Regions from separate parts of the Ovis aries genome. Here region 1 is linked to region 2. The links are chromatin contacts, called in public Hi-C maps. All regions are on one chromosome and are shown on one strand. Each heading gives the region's core, a stretch centred on a gene start, on an enhancer-like site or on the middle of the called end of the contact. The rest is flanking DNA. Distances are from core to core; before and after follow the strand shown.

Region 1 (6,507 bases), core at 1,010-3,509, 87 kb after region 2:
ATAGGGCCATACTTTTTATTTACTTACTTCCTTATTTTGGCCATCCCAAATGGCAGGTGGGATCTTAGTTGGAACCGGGGATCCAACCCAGCCTCTTGCATTGGAAGCAGAGAGTCGTAACAGCTGGACGCCAGGGAAGTCCCAGGGCCGTGCTTTTTAAGCCTCAATGCAGCGGTAAAGAATCTGCCCGCAGTGCAGGAGGCAGGAGATGAGGGTTCAATCCCTGGATCAGGAACATCCCCTGGGGGAAGAAATGTCAACCCACTCCAGCATTCTTGCCTGGAGAATCCCAAGGACAGAGGAGACTGGCGGGCTACGGTTCATGCGGCCACAGAGTCAGACATGCCTGAGCGACTGAGCATGCGCACATTAGAGTCGGCTTGGGGAGGGGGAGGTGGTGTGCAAATGCAGACTCCGCTGCCGGGTCTGGGTCGGGTAGCCTGTGTCACCGTGAGCACCAGGCTCCCAGGGAACGCTGATGCTGGCTCCTCTGTGACCCTCACCCCGAGGACCTGCCCCTGGTGTCCAGGCCACCGCATGTGGGTGATTCCGTCTCAGCCCTTCTAGGCTTTGCGTCTGACCTTCTGGTCCACCCGGGAATGACTGTCTGCATCTTGATGTCTAGGTTTGTCCACCCCCGGTTCGGGCCCATCAAATGCATCCGCACCCTCCGAGCTGTGGAGGCGGACGAGGAACTCACCGTTGCCTACGGCTACGACCACAGCCCCCCAGGGAAGAGCGGGCCGGAAGCCCCCGAGTGGTACCAGGTGGAGCTGAAGGCCTTCCAGGCCACCCAGCAGAAGTGAAAGGCCTGGCTCCGGGCTTCAGGGGACCTGGAATAGAAACTTGGATCTATGCACTACGTTTATCCGACAACGGGACAACCAGGGACTGCTCATGCTGTGACATCACACCCTCTCACTCTGCGTTCGCTACGACTTTCTCGAATACTAACTAGGTCTGACTGTATTACTCATACCAGATTTAAAATTAGCTAGCCTCGCAACAACACCCTCCTGAGAGGTACTGTCGAGCACTTGACAGAAGACAGCATGATGTTCTTGGGTGGTTCAAGTCTAAATCTGTACCACTTCAGAGATGCCAAATGATTAGACTGAAAAAAGGGAAAATAAGGGGGTTTTTCAGTCATTTTTAGTCAGTGGTTTTTCCATGAGGTTTATTTCTATGGCCAATGCAAATTGTGCTGCCACACTTGCATATGCGCCATACGAAGGGGAGAATTACTACATTTTTATTCTCTAAATGTAGTATAATTTGCCTTTTAACCTTTGATCTGTCTCTTGCAATAGAATGGCTTTGTTTTTTCCCCCCTAGCGAACAGAACCCCACTTTTTGGGTCAGTTCACCCCTTAGTCCTCTTCTCTCTCTTAGGTATCTTTCACAAGAGAAAACTTCCAAACAGATTCCGTGTCAGCGCCAGCGTGTAGGTCTCTCTGGCTCTTTCTATCAATCTGTCATTGATTCATTATTATGTCCTAATATAAAGACCTGGCTCCTAGGGCCAGGCTATTATTATAGAATTATTATTCTCGCATGTAAACAAAGATATCTTTGCTTTAAGATGTGAGAAGAAATGAATTTACTTTGTTTGCATTAAGTTATGGAAGAGTTGTAATATATACTTTAAGGAAGAAGAGAGGGAAATTAGTATTTCTAAGCAGTAACTGTGGCGATTCTGCAGTATCTTCAATAGTGCTAGTCATTTTTTTTCTCCTTAGATACACATTAAATGTACATAACATAGAGCAGTCTGGCTTGTGGCGCAGTGCATTGAATTCAAAAGTCAAATAGCCAACTTGAATTCTAATCCAGAATTTGAAAGTCCTTTGTTTCGTTTCTTTTTAAATCGCTACTGTTAAGAGAGACGTACTGATCACTAGGTACAAATCAAACCTTAACCGCTAAAACTCTTCATCATTGTAATTTCAAAGCATTTACCTGCTTCTAAGCCTTGTGAATTAAGATTAACACCTGTATAGTTTAAAAGCAACAGTATCGATAGCATTTCAGTCATTTTGCTAGCCATGTGTAATCACAACTGCAGAAATAAAGAGAAAACCCCCTATTTTTTAGTTTAGCTAATTAGGTGTGTAATTTAACTGGGATTGCTCTGAATGGAGTCTGAGAGTTTGGGGGTTATGGCAAGCGCCCTCGCCACATGCCACAGCTATGCCTTCCCTAGATGCCTCGCTGTGGAGCTGGGCATCTAGAGATTAACATTTGTTCCAAGTCGCAGCTGTCAGCGGCGGGGCACCTGTCACCAAGTCAGTCTGGTCTTGAAAGCTGAAGCCTTCCACGCTGTAGCTCCTGTAACTAGGGAAGGCTCAGGAAGCAGAAGAGAAACAGGCAGGAGGAAGTTTTCTGTTTTGTGTCAGTTACACGTGCTCTGGGAAGAACTTCACAAAAGTGCTTGACCCAGCGCTGCTCACAGCCTTCAGTTCTGGCAGTTTGCTCCAGGCACAGGATTCAGCCTTTCCCTCGAGCAGGCTTTCCCAGAGCCCCTGTGTCCCCCCTGGCAGACCGGCTAAGTGGCCTTGGTTTCAGGGAGATATGCTGCTGGTTCGCTTGTGAGAAGTTCTGAGGGCTGCCAGAAAGATCTTCCAGGAAGGGAGCTGAGAAGTTTTCAGATTAAAAGGCACCAGGATAGGATCGCTTCTATTCTGTAGAAAGAGACTGTTCAGTGAACTGTGACAGACGGACGGAGTCTTGGGACTTGTATTCCGACAGGTGCTTTCATTCAGACGTGTCCCAAAGTGAGTGACTGTCTCCAGAGAAAGATGGCTTGAACTAACCCTGGTCAGTGGCGTTGGGAGTGAGGTCAGGGGGAAGCCTGGCACAGGACCGACCCCACAGCAAGGACTTCAGGCTGCCCTGGGGTGTCATTTCTATATCAATGGGCTACCCCCTTCAAATGGAATTTCCCTTTTTTTTGATAAAAGCTATTGAAGTGAATTAAATAGTAGTGATTAACCAGCACAAATCCATTTTTCAGATGAGATCGTGAATGACAACATTTTGAGTTCAGAGCCCGGCAGTGTGTCTGTGACATTCAGACACATCAGAGGAGGCAGTGCCCCATCCCGAGCCTCTCTGCATCTCCGGGCTCTTCTTTCTCCTGCCCTCCGCTTTCTTCTCTCTCTGTCATCTGTGAGAATGCCCTAGTGTGCCTACATAACAACCTACCAGCTGATTCCCCCCTCCCACCAGCTGATCCCCCCCCCACCAGCTGATCCCCCCCACCACCAGCTGATCCCTCCCTCCTGCTCCCTCTGTGTGCGCCCGTGGGGACCTGTCTGTCTGTCTTTCCCTCTGGGAGTACCTCTCTCCATCACTCTGCATCCATGTCTGAATCTACCGCTCCTCCTGTCCCCTGCCCTCCCCCGACACACTCCTAAATGTAAGACTTCGTCACAGGGTGGGGTCAGAGGGCGCCTTAAGACTCACTGTGTTCTGTAGGTAGACAAAACTGCCAAGGGGGTCGGGGTCCCCTAGGGAATGAACTGCTGAGGGAATAAGGGTGTTTTTTCCCTGTTTGAGCCAAAGCTGAGGGATGTATTTTTCTACTGAGTCTTGATATCCGCTGTGGAAGGAGCTGTGTCAAGCAGGTAGTTTCACGAGCAACAGCACAGAAATGTGGAAGAATCCATGTAGTGGGGATAGAGGACTAAATTTCTGGCTCCCCAAAAAGGGCCAGCGCTGAGATGGGTGTGTGATGCCATGGTCCCAGGAGACTCACTCAGAGCCATCTCTGTCCAACGCCTGCATGACTAGATTTTTCCTTAGCCGCTTTTCTATGACAAAATATTATCTTGTGTTAGAGTTAGGAATAGGAACTAATCTGTAGGAGTATGTCCCCAAATGGGCATTTGAATGGACTCAGAAAAAAAACAAAAGTAAGGACGGAATTTCTGAAAAAGGAATGATGAGATTAAAAAGCAACTGGCGTGGAAGACTTGAGTTTTGCAGTACCTATTCTTATTTTAACCTGCTTCATCCCTGGTCTCCCTGAGAAACTGAGAAGAAAATTTGTTGTTGAAGACCCCTTTGAACCTGTCTGAGGCTGTCTTTAAACTTATCTGCCCTCTGGGGGTTCTTCACACTTGAAAAACAATTTCCTCATCACCAACAACCTGAAAAAGGCCAGCGTGAAGGCCAAGTGTAACCATTGACGATATTTAGTTGTAACCATAAAATTGCAGTAACTGTGAACAGTGAGTTCAAGGGTTGTCTTCTCCGTGAGTCATATGTGGCACTTTAGTAACTTTCCTTTAATCTATGAAATTTTAAATCACTCAATGCAAACTGCATTTAAGATCTTCCAGGAAGGTATCGTTTTTCTGTTGTGCTTTGTTTTAAAACAGTTGCCTCAAGTTTCTGTCTTAAGAGTAGTGATTTAGAATCCAGACATCTTCTGTTTTAGAAAAACAAGCAAAACTGTGTTGCAAGACTGATAGTGGTAATGTTTATTTGCCGCAGATCAAAGGTTCACAAAATATATGAAATTTTTACATCTACTTGAGGTACCTTGATAGTTTTTTTTTTTTTTTTTTTCTGTTCTTTCAGGAATTTGGAACTTCGGTGTCTGTTTTAATTTAAAAAATACTAAATTGTTAAGGTTTTATTTTGCCAAATGTGTGCAGACATATTCAAAGCAATGAAAACGATTTCAAGCCATACAACCACAGGGATGGAAACCCTTTTCACAAATTTTAATGTGTTTGTATGTAAATAGATGTTTGTATGAACTATTTTCATGGTAGAATGAATATATTTAAATGAAGTTGAATTATTCCAGTGCTATTTAAACAAATTGCAAAAATTTTTGGTGAGAATTCTCTGAGTCTATTGAGATATAATGCAGATCAATTTTGATTTTTAAAGAATCAAAAGCCTACAAATAACTCTGACGCGTGGCAACTTCCCCGCGTTGTTGCCCCCGACGTGGAGAGAGCTCGTAGGCTTCCCCAGTGCCTCAGCCGCTTCCTGGTGGAAGTTAGGTGCTCGTGGAGTTGCGTCCACCCTTTAGTGACATCACTCCAGGCCTTCAGGGGCCGGGGAGTGACTCAGAGGCATTAGAGACACCGGTGCAGTTATCTGGAGCACAATTTCTTTGCAGGGCAGCAGAATCAGAAGCCAGACGTGGCCGGGGGAACCTTGGAACAGGTTTTCTGGCCACCGTCCACCGCCACCCTTACTGCCTAGTCACACACGTCAGGGAGGCTGCCCTCAGTGGAGTTGGGGTTCAGATCCCCCGGGTGGGGCTTCTTCGGTTTTGCCAGCAGTCCCTGCCTCCGGGCCTTCACCTCGAGAGAGGATGGAGGAGGGTCCTGCTGGCAAGGCAGGGCCCATTTCTCAGCACAGTCCACTTCCTGTCTCGGCTCTGGGCGACTATGCACCCAAGCACCGAACTTTCCACCAGAGAGAGACATCCTTGGATAACGCAGATCATTGCTTCCTCTGTCTGTGACTTGACACACCATCGTTAGAAGTCGTTTTAACATCAAGACCAGTCACCTCCCTAGGACATACCTCCCAACTGCCCTGACTCTTAACTAGAACACTCCTTTATAATGATAGTCAGCTTGAGTGGGTTTTGTTTTTTTCCACTTTGGTCCTGGATGAAATGATAAATATGATGACAGATTTTCACTGTGTATACTAGCAATATGTACACACGTACTGATGTATCTTAATATACAACTTGGTTACATTTTGGATGACTGTCATTCATCTCGATTCATGCATTGGGAAGCTACAGGGACTACGACGTGTCTACTTATCATAGAAGAGAGTTGGGTTCATGGTTCCAAGCTCCCTACTTCAAGAGTTTTTTCTCCTGCGTTTTCTGTGTTCTCTTTTTATCCTGAAACAAATCAATTAGGTTGTGAGGTATGTTTAAGGATTGGAAGCCAAGGGAATGCTTTCAGCATTTATTGCAACCAAAAGTTAACCTCATCACAGTTAATGAGCATCTTTGATTGGTCTTTTGTGGAATTTGAACTAAATCAATGAGCCTTATTCAATATCTATAATTCTATGGTTTTTTTAAATTATGGGAAATTAATGAAAGATGTTTACATGAATAATGTTTGCCCTTACTGTGTTATGAATGAGTTTTTTGTAGTGTGTCTGGGTGCATGTGCAAGAGAGTAGGAAAAATGTTTCTGAAACAAAACTTGACAAATATTTGTAATGAGAAGTCAATTTAAAGATTGCTATAATTGCGCTATAGAAACAATGCAAGTATTAAACAAAATATACAATCACCTGTCATTGTCTTCCTTTGGTTGCCTGAGACAGAAAAGCGGTAACATTTCTCATGCCATGTCTCTCTATATATTTAAATTACTGTGCAAACTTTACATTTGAACTCGTTTCAAAATGGTATTCACCTTTTACCATTTTCAAAGCATTGTAGTAAGAACTGAGAGAGGGCTATGGAAAGATTAGAAGCATGCCGTGTATTTGGCATAATACCACATACAC
Region 2 (6,312 bases), core at 664-3,163:
TTGAAATAACTAGGAAAGGTCTTGTCCAGTATGACATTTCAGGGGGTTTCTAGTCCAACCGTCGTGTCCTTGTGGGTTGCAGTTTTCCTGGCAGCTTGAGCTTTGGTGCCCTCTGGTGACAGAAGTAAATTGTCTCTTGTTAGTCTGTCAAGACTGACACACATCTAGTTCCTGCCGTTGGGTGGGATTTTCTCATGAAGAAATTGAATTTTCTCCTTACTGGTAAAAGAAATCAACTGGAAAGGTGTATTTAACCAAGAAATTGACAAAAGTTACATAAACCACATAACTTTCAAAGCCTTTGCCGAGGTCACTTTGAGTGTTCAGTTTTGAATATTAAGATTTCCTCATGAAACATGAAATTTTCAGATTGCGTTTACTACAACACTTTCTCTTGAAATAGCCATGGTTTTTAATGGTGGAGTTCAATTATCGTTTGGAAACTAACGCTCTATTGTATGTGGCTGCTTATGATGACTATGACCTACAGTGCTTTCCAAGGCCCTTAAACCTTTATTGAGTTTGAAAATCAAGTTGCTATTTTTTTTTTTTTTTTAACAAACCACACACATAAAACAATCGTGTGTGTGCTGCTTGTAAATGAGAAGTTATGGGTCTGGCTGCCTCTCTGTAAACAGACTTACTTTTTATCCCCTGGTCTTGTAAAACTGCTGACAGCTACACAGTCTTTCAATTTGAATTCTGTGTGAGTTGCAATGCCAGACAGTTCCACATGGCAAATGCAAGTATGACTGTGCTTAGCTTCATGTCAAGAATGTGTTTTCCAAAGTGTCATTTGAAGATGATTTAGGCGGATGGAGTAAATACATTTTTTTTCTCACCAATTACACCATTATTTTAGGGATAACTTACCATTATTTCCAATGATTTTCAAAGGATCTTGCTGACCTGCTAGCGTATGAGTTTGAAGTGTTCCTGACCTCAAGCATTTAGTCAAATAAACAAGCACTTACTTGCAGAGGGAGCTGCTATTTATAGGCACTCAACACTGGTTTCCTTTCTAAATTAAGAGTCCTTCGGTAATGTAAACAACCACACTCTGACTTTGTTTTGAATATTCCTAGTTCTACTTTCCCATATTTTCAAAGCATGGTATATCTGTATAAACCCATGAGACGCTGCTGTCCCCAAGTACTTCTTACGAAGAGCCAGAAAGAAGCAATATGATGCAAATGCTTTCTGGAAGATGCAACTGTTTGGAAGATGATTCTTCAGTTGGTGAGATTTTATAGCTTGCTTTTTCTAGAGAAAAATGGGTTAAATATATTTTTTAAATATGTTAAAAAATACATAAATATATCCATAGGGATCTCACCTTCGAGCAGATGGAGAAAAACAACAATTAAAATAAACAAGTAAGATACACAGTATTTATACCATAATATGAGTATGGAGGGTCTTCCCTGGTGGCTCGGTGGTAAAGAATTTGCCTGCAATGCAGGAGACATGGGTTTAATCCCTGGGTCAGGAAGATCCCCTGGAAGAGGGCATGGCAACACACTCCAGCATTATTGCCTGGAGAATCCCATGGACAGAGGAGCCTGGTGGGATCTCAAAGAGTCAGACATGACTGAAGCCACTGAGCACACACGCAGGCTCGAGTATGGAGAGGGCTGATGGAGCATTTATTAGGGCTGTTATTTTAAATGGAATTGTCAGAGAAGATTTCACTGAGGAAATACATAAGACTTGAATAAGACAAGGGATTTAGCCATGGTGATATCTGGGAGAAGAGTGTTGCAGGCAGAAGGGAAGGTCGGTGCAAAGGCCCTGAGGCAGACACATGATTGGTACATACAAGGGAAAGCAAAGGGGCTATAGTGGCTGGAGCAGAGTAAGCAAGGGGGACGCCGTCTAAGATGAGTTAGAGACATCAAAGAAGCCAGCCAGATTACGAAACCCGTGGCAGCCCCTTGTTCGTAAGACTTTGGCTCTTACTCTGAGGAGCTAGAGAAGTAACATGATCTGACTTTGTGTTAAAAGGATTTGGCGTGGGGTTGGGGGGCGGGGGGGGGGGGGTGCAGGGCAGAACCAGGAAGACGGGATTGCGATATTCCATGTAAGAGATGTAAGAGCTCAAACCAGGTGAATAGCAATGGAGCTGGTAAGAAGTGGTCAGATTCTGGGCCTGTTTTGGGGAAAGGGCCAACAGGATTTGCTGGGAGGTTGGCTCAAGAAAAAGAAAGAAGAGAATGGTTGAACATTCCATTAGTTTTCTGTGGCTACTGAAGCACAGAGCCACAAGCTTGGCTGCTTAAAGTGACAGAAAATTATTCTGTCACAACTCTGGAGGCCAGAAGGCTGACATAAAGGAGTTGTCAGGGGTGCCTGTCCCCAGAAGCTCTAAGGGATATTCTTTCTTGCCTTTTCCAGTTTCTGGGGGATCTGGGCATTCCTCAGGCTGAGGCCACATGACTCCAATCTCTGCCTCCCTCCTCACACGGCCTTCTCCTCTGTGTGTCATCTCTTATCTCTCGTAAGGACACTTTTCCTTGGATTTAGGACCTGCCCAGATCATTCAGCATGACCTCACCTAGAGAGGCTTAATTATAACTGCCAACAACTTTCCCCCAATTAAGCTCACATTCACATAACGGGGGTTAGGACATGGCCATGTCTTTGGGGGAGACACCATTTCAATTCACTGCAGTGACTCCAAGTTCTTTTAACACAAGCACCTGTGAGGATGTAATCGTCATTCATTGAGATGGTGAAGATGCGGGTTGAAAATCGGGAGAGGAGTCTAGGACCTCAGTGTTGGACACGTTGGGTTTGAGAGGCTTATTTGACATTTAGTAGAGATGTCGAGCTGGCATCTGGGTAAACAAGACTGGCGCTCAGGGGACAGTGCAGGGCTTGAGAGATAAGTTCGGAGGTACCAGGATACGGCAGCATGGCAAGGTACAGGACCAGTGATATAACCAGGAGAGGGAAGGAGACAAGAGGGAAGCTGTGCCAGCCTTCACTGGACCCAGCTTAAGAGCCGAGAGGAGCAGCCAGGCGGGGAGGAGGAGAAACAGGAGAGCGTCAAGGCCTGGAAGCTGAATGGAAGAATTGCCTGAAGGCGGAAGGAGTGACCAACTCCACCTCCTGGCTGTGTCACATTGCAAATTCTCAGGCCTAGGGTTTCAGGTAAAAGCTGACGTTTCCTCTGCTGTTTCCTGTAACAAGATGGCGCAATCTTCATGTAACTCTTCTTTTATCATGTTGAAAAGCCAGGGCCATCTTATTGAAACCATGAATACCCTGAAGTGACTTACAGTGAAGTATGTTTTTAAGGTAATGAGTTATTATTTCGATCAGCAAAGCCTTCTCAGTGGGTCAGTGTCCAGTGCATTTGACTCAGAAGGGAAAGAAAGGCATCTATCTTAACCCCGCACAAGGTGGGAGGGACCATCAGGAGGGGTAGCTGCCTAGGATCACACCATTTCTCTCACTTTCCCTGAAGTAAAGGCCTTGTTATCCTTAGTAGAACTGTGAGGGAAATCACCGAGAGAAACTGTTTTAAAAGGTTCTAAACTATGTCTAGAAAATTGTGTCATCACCTGAGGCACCAAGACAGCAGTCAGGCAAGTGAAAAAAGTCCGCCATCTTGACTGAAATCTGCTACATGAGCCAAACATCTGGTCAAATCAATCAGTGCAGTTAAGCAAGTCATTTGTCATTCGCAGGGAAAAGCAGCGCGAGGTGATGGATGGGATTTTCCACCAAATGGGCGTCCCAAAGACGCAACTTCGATCTTGAGCCATTTTCGGGGTTTTCATGAATATGGTAATAAATGGTTAAATTAGAGAATCGAGGGCTAACTCCTAAAAAATACATCTTGTGGAAGTTGCTTCGGTGTCTCTGTAGCCAAAATATCTGAGGCCTCACTGGCCTGTGACCACAAATGGGATTTCATCAATATTCATGTTCAGATCTCCATGACTCACAGCTTCCACCAGCTTGACATCCAAATTCCCCTCTCTTGAGTATACTTGGGAATCCCCAGGGTGTGTATTTATAGTGTCCCTATAGTTGCAAGCTTGGCTGAGAGGGGACCTCCACCCTGACCCCAGAAGAGCCCCTCCAAGCTGGAGGTTGCCTCCCTGGGTGCCCGCGGGGCTGGTACGGCTCTGAAACTCTGCAGGCAACAAGACTCCTCTCTCTCATGAAATCAGAACATCCCCAGCTACACTCAGTTAAAGGGTTGACAGCACACAGGTCCTTGAACCTCAGAATGTCACAAGACTTAGTCACAAGCCCTTTCAGGCACGAAGCCCTCTTCTCTCCGCAGGGGATGAAGTCATGCTGCCTGGGTGGGAGGCAGTTCAGGAAAGAGTCCTCCTTCAGCCCTTGACAGTAAGTCGTCCTCAAGGTTGGTAGGAACCTGTGTTCCCAGGAGGCTCCTCAGCCCTGGGGAGTCCGTGGTTGTGAACAGACTGATGGGAGAAAAGACCATCATCACCAGGATCATCTGAGTCTCCGCTCTGTGCCAAGACACTTCTTTAGAAAGATTTTTTTAAGGATTGGAAATGTTCTGTCCTCTAAAGCACAGTAGACTGTTCCCAATTCCAGCAAAAGACAGAAATTATCAGGAACAGTTAGAGCCCTCCTCTGGAAGAGGAATCCAGCCCATGGCTCCTCTGCAGACCTCCATATCCTTGTACCTGACAGAAAAGTCTCAGCTTGCTCAGGGTGGCGCTGGAGATACCAGGGAAACTGACCCATCCTGGAGCCTCCCAAAACCAAGGAAAGAGAGGGACACCCTACAAGGGGACCAGAAGTACTTCTTTCTCTACCCTAGTTCACCAGAGTCACACTGTCAGTTTATCTTACAGAGAGAAAAGATTTCAGCGATCTGGAACTTTTGAGCAAAGGATCAGATTTATAAAAGTAAAGTTGGTAAGAAGAAATCAAATTACTTTGAGTGTTTACATGTGCTGGGCATTGTGCTAAGCACTGTACACATAAATTTGTATATTGTAAAGTATTGTATATGTATACATGCATTTAATCTTATTTAATCCACACATCAAGTTTATGATGTAGATTTTGTATCCCAGTTTTACAGAAAAGTAAACTGAGGCTCAGAAAGTTTCCATTTACAAGGCCATGCAGCAAATGAATGTTGAATCCAGGGGCCCAACCCAGCATAACTCTTAAGCCTGAAATTTGAATTACAACATTGCATTAATTGGGGCTTCTCTGATGGTTCAAGTGGTAGAGAACCCACCTGCCAATGCAGCAGACATAAGATACCTGGGTTTGATCCTTGGGTCAGGCAGATCCTTTGGAGGAAGACACGGTGACCCACACCAGTATTCTTGCCTGGGGAATCCCATGGACAGAAGAACCTGGTGGGCTACAGTCCATGGGGTCACAGAGTCAGACACGACTGAGCATGCACACAAGACTACAATGACAGCTTTAATTCTTAATATTCAGATATAAACCATCCTCTCTGAAATCAGAGAAACCCTTCACAAAACACCATTTTATTGAAGGTTTCCTTTGGACATCACTGCAGTGAATCTGATACATGTTCCAGAAAAACTAGGGTAAGTGAGAGAGGGAGAAAAAACAGCATCTCCCCCGCCCGATACTCCATCTCTGAAACCATGAAGTCGTGGGGTGTGTAACTCTGGAAGAGCTACATAGGCATGCAAGGGCTCTGTCCAGGAGCCTTCAGGCCTCAGTTTCACTTGGAAAGTTACAAGTTACGGCGCCTTCCAGGGCCTCCTCACCCACACATCTGAAAGACCAGGAGAGCCTCCAGCCCCTCCAGCCTCGTCAGCCCAGAGGGATTGAATGTGCCTGGAATGGGGCAAGCCTAGTTAGAGGCAGCTGTAAGTTCCCAAGAAACAGTCTAAATCACCAAAGGATGCTACTTGCTGCTATTTCAGAAACAAAGGACTTTTGTCTCCGAGGCCATCACTCTGGCTCTATTCACCTCCAAGCAATTTCACTAAAGACAAGCACAGGAATGAAAAATAAACCAGCTGTTAAAAGTTTTATTACAGTACGTGCCCAGCGGTTATTTTTAAATCCAATCCCTTTGAAATATTATTCTTGACATTTTTTAATAGACTGATTGGGACTCTTTAATAGATTAAGTGAAATTTTACTTTAGAATTATGTTGCTTTTTAACTGCTCCCAAAACGGAGACATTCATTTTTAACTCCTCGCATCCAAAAGGAATATCAAATTCAAGTCTGGAGAAAAGAAACTGTAACAATTTCTCCCTTTTCTTCCACATAATTATATAAGACTTTTTAAAAAGTCAGTTCAATTATTTACCTGCAAATGAA

What was found. Hi-C and Micro-C count contacts between places; a contact is called where the count stands out from the background.
Region 1: a contact with region 2 is called in a Hi-C map of muscle, with 2.7 times the contacts expected there. The contact joins two enhancer-like sites. A contact is called at or near these places in 3 of 16 Hi-C or Micro-C datasets (hypothalamus, liver and muscle).

Annotation. Positions count from the first base shown.
Region 1 is chr17:18,269,307-18,275,813 of ARS-UI_Ramb_v3.0, forward strand. It overlaps SETD7 (SET domain containing 7, histone lysine methyltransferase), which reads left to right. Exons shown (of 8, transcript XM_027956265.2): 8 at 626-6,287. The coding sequence ends at 806. Among named protein-coding and RNA genes, the nearest start is that of SETD7, 47 kb to the left of the region's middle. Within about 2 kb of position 2,260, at least 3 of the 54 cell types and tissues checked have an H3K27ac peak or open chromatin away from gene starts, as enhancers often do. A contact at or near this core is called in muscle, where this site is marked.
Region 2 is chr17:18,182,783-18,189,094 of ARS-UI_Ramb_v3.0, forward strand. No RefSeq gene overlaps it. Among named protein-coding and RNA genes, the nearest start is that of SETD7, 39 kb to the right of the region's middle. Within about 2 kb of position 1,914, at least 7 of the 54 cell types and tissues checked have an H3K27ac peak or open chromatin away from gene starts, as enhancers often do. A contact at or near this core is called in muscle, where this site is marked.